Regions from separate parts of the Zea mays genome. Here region 1 is linked to region 2. The links are chromatin contacts, called in public Hi-C maps. All regions are on one chromosome and are shown on one strand. The core of a region is the stretch at or near the end of the contact, and the rest is flanking DNA. Distances in the headings are between cores, read along the strand shown.

Region 1 (3,548 bases), core at 813-3,312, 200 kb after region 2:
TCCTTTACCATTGAATATTTAAGCTAGCAAGATTCCCTGTTTGTGCTCAAATTATACACGATAAACTGGAAAATCGACAAAAAAAAAGACACGCTATGACTAACCTTATTCCCAAGGTAGCCCATCAGTCCTCTCCCAACACAAGAAACTTTCAGATTTCTTATGTCATCTCTTATGTCCTTCCGAGCCCAAATCATCAGAAACAACCCTACCATTTGCTTGCTTGCCACCAGACAGTATCTGAACAGCCAGTTACCACAAGAAATACACTAACTCACATAGCTAGTAATGGGACGATGGAGTCCAGCTTCAAGAATGAATAACTTCAGAACAAAACTTACCTAGTTTGGCCAGGCCGTCTTTGACCATCTTCCAGAGATGATGCATTGCCGTAACCGTACGACACTGGTGAATACACAGTGCTCGGTGACTCTCCAGTATTATTCTCATCATCTGACGATCCACCCCATCGGTAGTTGTTCTCATAGTCGCTAGGCCTACGGCCATAGATTGCTCGGTCACAGACACTGTACCGACGTTCCAGCCTTGGCTGAGGAGCAAGAATGTCACCCTCCATCCTCAAACTCCGACTAAGCCCAGCCTGGAAAGACCGGCGATGGAAGAAACTTGCACTGTTCTGCTTCGATGACAAACCCTCAAAATCATCGTCGATCTCCACCACAGGGTTAGGAGCCGGAGATGGTGTCCGGAAGCTCCCGTTGCCACTAGTACCTGGCAAATTGTTCAGTGTCCTCCTGACCAGTGACACCCACCTCTTCGCTGGAACATTGTCCTCTGTCCCAAGGACGTTACCGGCATTGAGTGGAACAATTTCTTGAAACCTAGACAAACAATAGCATCAACAAACCCGGTGAAATCTTACTTGATTAATAGCACTGCCACAAGAATCGTGATCGAGATGTACACAAGTACCCGAGGACATAGATGTCAGCAGGAGGTGCAGCGTGGAGCCAGTCCTCGAGGCTCATGTTATTTGGCGGGGAACGGCCGCCCACATTCCATGTAGCAACAAATATCCTACTTCAAGCACACGAGAAGTTACCTAACCGTCTAAGTTTTGGAAATGGTGGGTACGACGAGCACTAACTCTGCAACGGCAATGCAGTAGTATACCTATAGTCCAATGTCACTGTGGCTTCGGCGGCATCAAGGTCAATCTTTCCCCGCCTCGAGTGCCCATTGCTCCTCCTCGAGGACCTCTCTGAATCAACGCGCGACGGCATCGAAGAAACAATTCAGAAATGTGACAGTCCAGGTAGCAAATAAAGGACAAGCCTTTGGCGTAGCCTGCTAATACTCTGCTCACCTGTCTTGCTCTTCTTCACTGTGCTCGGCTCCCTACGGGTGAAGCTGCTGCCCCTCCTCCACTCGTCATCGCCCCCTCCTGCAACTGAAGCAAGAAACCATCGATCAGGCAACATCCAATCCAAGATAGCAGCGCGTTGTATCAATATCTTGGTAACAAGAGCTCGTGGGAAGAAAAAAAAACACAGGAAAGCTGGTGTGTCTGGTGAAAGAAAAAGAGAAAGAACAAGACAAGAAAGATGAGAAGCTGAAGAGACAGCAAAACTGATCTTCATGAGACAGATGGCGAGCTCACTGCCGGAGCAATGCGGGGGGGGGGGGGGGGGGGGGGGGGGGGGGCAACCAGGCCTACGAATACGTACGATACAAACGCGCACAGGGCGAGAGCTAGCTCACAGAAACGCGTACCTGTCCTACCAATCGCGGCCACATCGTCGGCGTGGAAGTCGTGGGCCTTGCTCCTGATGTTGAACCACTTCCTCACCAAGCTCTTGGACCACGACAGCTACAAGCCGCACCGGCACCGCAGCAGGCAAAAACATCAAGGAACGGCGCAAAAATGGAGGAGCATGGAGAGGGACGTACTAGTAATTTAACTTTTAGAAATGCAGCAGAGCTGAGTGAAGGTGGAGGGGAGGGAGGAGTCGGAAGATACCTTGCTCTTCTTGGTGGTGTTGCTGCCATCTCTCATCCTTGCTGCTAGCTAACACTCATGCAGCCGTAGCGTAGAGACTGCTGCTGCGTGCTGCGAAATGGACAGCTGATGTAGGTAGAAGAAGCCAAGGCGGGCGGGCGGGCGCAGAGACAACTGTTTGTTTGTTTGTTTTTTTTTCCCTATAAACAAAGCCTGTGATTTGATGGAGAAGGAGAGAGGACGGCTGGAGAGTGGGGGAGAGGAGGAGTAAGTACTTGAGGATGGGAACAAAATCTTGATTCTGCTTGGAGGAAAGAGCGCGCGCTAACACCAATGTTCTAACTGGCTCCTGAACCTGAAGCGAAGGAGGAGGAGGAGGGAGGAGGGCGAGCGGAGATACTGGACCGGAGACGGAGAGCGCTCTGCTTCTGCTCTGTCTTCCTTCCTCCCTGCTTCAAAACTCTGGGTATTTGGAGGGAGGCGAAGTTGTGTCATGTGTGAGTAGCCCAACACTAACTACGTGTGTGTGAGGCTGGGCGGGAGAATAAAGCGAAAGAGGAATCTGACAGTCTCCTCTGCTTTTACGCTGGTCTTGCTTGCAAAACCAAGTGGGGGGAGCAAAATACGTAGTACACCTGTAGTAGCATGTAGGTACAAGTAGAAGAAAGGGAAAGAAGGCATACAAGCACTACGGTACGGGTGCCATCCGGATTCGGGGTGGAAAAGTAGTGCAGAACATCTCAACTCCATCAGCGGAAAAGAGGAGGGACAGCCACATTGATACTGCAGTATTTGTAGTATTATGGAGAGAAAAAAGAATATTGTTGTGTGCAGCAGCGTACTTACTAACTAGTAGTGGTACTGCAGTGCTGGTGGTGTCGTCCCAGCAGAACCACTAGAGGAGAGGCTGCTCACACTTCACCGCGACCTTGCTTTTCTCCGTTCCAAGGGCGTTTTTCGGCACCAGATATATGATACGGCCCCCCTAGTTTTTTTCCCCCACCTTGTTCCTTTCTTCTTTTGATACGCTTTCGTACTTGGGCTCGAGGAGAGACTGGTCTCTCCCTCTCCGGCCAGCCTGCTGGATCTTGCATCGCTATCCCTGTACGGCGAGCAGAGTGTGTGAGTTGGATTGGAGAACTCGAGATGCTTTCCTTCTACTTGTACTAGCGCTGCTCTGTTCTTAGCAGCTCAACGTAAAAAAGCAACTTTGTTATAGCTCAATGTATAAACAACTCTGTTATACTGTTTCCAGGAGGAGGCTAAGCTACTTGGAATGGAATGCAATGGAATGGAATGCAGCTACGGCTGCCAGTCACACTCACACAGTCGCCACACGGATTTTGGAGGACTCTTGTTGTTCCGCGTGCCTTTTGAGTCCTGACTGAGTGTGAGAGAGAGCGCCGCCCCGGAATCTGGATGGTGGTGGTCACTCCCTACTCCCAAGGGATTCACTCTTCTTTCCATGTGCTTGCTACTCAAGAATCAAAGAGCGTGCTCCTGTCATGGCAAAACGAAAGCCAAGGGCCGCGCCTAATTTCTTCTCTCATCCTTCCTTTTCTTTCGTCAGAACTGGACCGGATCAAGA
Region 2 (3,292 bases), core at 651-3,150:
TCAGCGACCCGTCGAAAAACATGGTCCAGAGTTCCGGTTGGATCAGAGCTGTTGGGAGCTGGGTGTCGACCCATTCAGCCACGAAATCCGCCAAGACCTGGGACTTGGATGGCCTTCCGAGGGGCAAACGAGATCGTCCACGCGGGAGGGAGCGAGCGGCCTCACGCGAGCGCCGTCCCGTCCTTTCCCGCGCGGCCAACCCTCGTAAGAGGGCCCTGGATCTTCCTTTTATAGACGTAAGGAAAGGATCCAGGTGTACAATGGGGGTGTAGCAGTGTGCTAACGTGTCTAGCGGAGGAGAGCTAGCGCCCTAAGTACATGCCATCGTGGCAGCCAGAGAGGTTTTGGCACCCGGTTCGTGTGATGTCGTGGCCGTCGGAGGAGCGCCGGAGCCTGGCGGAAGTACAGCTGTCGGGGCTGTCGAGTCCTTGCTGACGTCCTCTTGCTTCCGTAAGGGGGCTGAGAGCCGTCGTCGTCATAGAGCGTGCGGGGCGCCATCATTACTCGTATAGTGGAGCGAGCCAGATGGGACGCCGGTCTTGTTCCCCGTAGCCTGAGTCAGCTTGGGGCAGGGTAATGATGGCGCCTCCTGTTGACGTGGTCGGTCCGTGCCCTGGGTTGGGCGAGGTGGAGGCTCCTCCGAGGTCGAGGTCGAGTCTGTCTTTTAAGGCCGAGGTCGAATCCGAGCCCCTGGGTCGGGCGAGGCGGAGACCGTCGGCTGATGCCAGGGCTGAGTCCGAGCCCTGGGGTCGGGCGAAGCGGAGTTCGTCGTCTTCCGGGGCTGAGCCCGAGTCCGAGCCCTGGGGTCGGGCGAAGCGGAGTTCGTCGTCTTCCGGGGCTGAGCCCGAGTCCGAGCCCTGGGGTCGAGCGAAGCGAAGTTTCCCATGGCGCCTAGGGCCGGACTTGGCTGCTGTCACCCTCACTATGTCGAGTGGCACAACAGTCAGAGCGACGCAAGCGGCGCTGTCCTCTTGTCAGGCCGGTTAGTGGAGCGGCGAAGTGACTACGGTCACTTCGGCTCTGTCAACTGGAGGGCACGCGTCAGGATAAAGGTGTCAGACCACCTTTGCATTAAATGCCCCTGTGATTTGGTCGGTTGGCATGACGATTTGGCCAAGGTTGCTTCTTGGTGAAGACTGGGCCTCGGGCGAGCCGAAGGTGTGTCCGTTGCTGGAGGGGGTCCTCGGGCGAGACGTAGATCCTCCGGGGCCGGCTGCCCTTGCCCGAGGCTGGGCTCGGGCGAGGCGTGATCGCGTCCCTCGAATGGACCGATCCCTGACTTAGTCGCACCCATCAGGCCTTTGCAGCTTTGTGCTGATGGGGGTTACCGGCTGAGATTTAGGAGTCTTGAGTGTACCCCTAATTATGGTCTCCGACAAAATCTATATCAAGTCAAAATTCTTAGTAATTTTTTTAATCCCTTCCAATCCATAAGTCATCATAAGTCATGGAAATAACCGAATCCTTACTTTAATTTGATATTGCTAAAAGAAATCTACCCACCATCGGCGGCCGTGTCGGCGCTCAGTTTCAGTTCATGTCCCCGTCTCTCTATCTCCTCTCCGCGTAATCTAATCCGGTGGTTGCTTCGGTAATTAATGCCAAATCCCATGCCTCTCAATAGTGCTTAATCTAATCCGGTGGTTGCTTCGGTAATTAATGCCAAATCCCATGCCTCTCATCTCTCAAGTCTCAACTAATCACCACTACCACTAGGCCAGTTGCCGCGCAGACCCGACCCGGCACCCGATCCGATCCGATCCGATCCGAAACAACGCAGCCACGCCATTTTGCAGTCACACCCCTCGGAGACGCAGGAGGACTCCCCCGCTTTCGGCTTTCCTTCGCAGTTCGCACTCCTCCCGTGCCCCCCCATCCCCAGTCGGGCCAGTCCCCACCTCCTCCCCGCTTCCACCCCCTCGCCCGTCGCTTCCTCGTCACGAGTCGTCGTCTCCCCTTCGCCGACCGGGACGCGGAAACGCTCGACGCAAGCAAACCCTAGCCACCGAGCTAGCGGGGAGCCTGGAGGGATGAAGAGCCTGTTCAAGAGTAAGATCAGGTGGCAGCACCGGTCCAACGACCCCGCGTCCCCGGCGGCGCCGCCGCCGCAGACGTCGGGGCCGCCGCCCGCGAGCTCCCCGTCGGGGACGGCGCCGGCGCCGGCGCTCTCCGTCTCTACGCCGGTCTCGCCCTCGCCCTCCTCCGCGGCGGCGACGCCCACGGGCGCTGCTGCTGCTGCGGCGGCGGCTGGAGCGGGAGGGGAGGACTACATATCGTCGGAAGAGGAGTTCCAGATGCAGCTTGCCATGGCGCTGTCGGCGTCTTCCAACAGCGACTGCGCGGGGGGCCTGGACGGGGAGCAGATCAGGAAGGCCAAGCTCATGAGCCTCGATCGCTTCGCCGCCCACCGGGACGAGACCCACACCGCGGAGTTCCTCTCCCGCCGATATTGGGTGAGCCTTGCAATCGGGACAACCATCGATATATAATAATACTCGGCTTTGGGCGCCTCCACCTGCTAGTTGCTTGTGAGGTTTTAGGTTGAAACCGTTTGTGCTACTTCATTCAACTGCCTCGACTTTTATGTCTAGTTCCTAATTGAGCTTCACTTTAGCCCATAGCATGGGGAATCACACATAGCGAAAAAACGCATGTACCACCCATAAGCTTCCTGATTGTTACTGACCATTGGTTTTAGTCATAGAAGATGCTTCCTCCAATCACCAACATAATTTAACTATGGCCTAATTCAAATCTTTTAGTTCTGACGAACAATCACATAGATTGACAACACAAGATTGGCGCTGCTTGATTCATTGTGAAATGTTTTTTTTTTCTTATAACTCTTTCTATTTAAGATAACATGTGTTTGATCACTAATCAAATTGTCATATTGAAGACCACTTGGATGTCCTAATGGAATTTGTGATTAGAGGAAGTATTAGGTTGAGGCCCCGTGGAAGCCACCAATTATAGGCTTCCTAGATCACATAAAGCAGCCTTTTTTCTGTACATGCTACGCTGATCCGTTAAAGCACTAGTTTGCTGAATCATCACTAATTCCTATTTATGGCGTCTGCTTGACGAACCAAATAGTGGTCTTGGTCTCCCCGTTGTCATTTAGGTACACTTGGGAAACCTACACACACATTAATGCTGTCGACCTTTGTAAATTTTGTCACCACTGAGATACTACCTTATTTCTTGCTTGCTATTATGATCCACCTCAGTCTAGGAGTAGGAAATAATACATGGAGAAATGGAAATGCTACTTATTATTTGGGGGCTGCTT

What was found. Hi-C and Micro-C count contacts between places; a contact is called where the count stands out from the background.
Region 1: a Hi-C map of bundle sheath shows a contact between it and region 2, with 2.1 times the contacts expected there. The contact joins the promoter of LOC100285261 here to the promoter of LOC100383170 in region 2. A contact is called at or near these places in 2 of 25 Hi-C or Micro-C datasets (bundle sheath and tassel).

The regions. Positions count from the first base shown.
Region 1 is chr9:159,548,555-159,552,102 of Zm-B73-REFERENCE-NAM-5.0, forward strand. It overlaps LOC100285261, which reads right to left and starts at 2,063. Exons shown (of 14, transcript NM_001158155.2): 1 at 1,982-2,063; 2 at 1,735-1,831; 3 at 1,328-1,411; 4 at 1,135-1,222; 5 at 934-1,038; 6 at 342-842; 7 at 105-240. The coding sequence starts at 2,017.
Region 2 is chr9:159,345,614-159,348,905 of Zm-B73-REFERENCE-NAM-5.0, forward strand. It overlaps LOC100383170 (Protein kinase domain superfamily protein), which reads left to right and starts at 1,901. Exons shown (of 13, transcript NM_001175835.1): 1 at 1,901-2,453. The coding sequence starts at 2,031.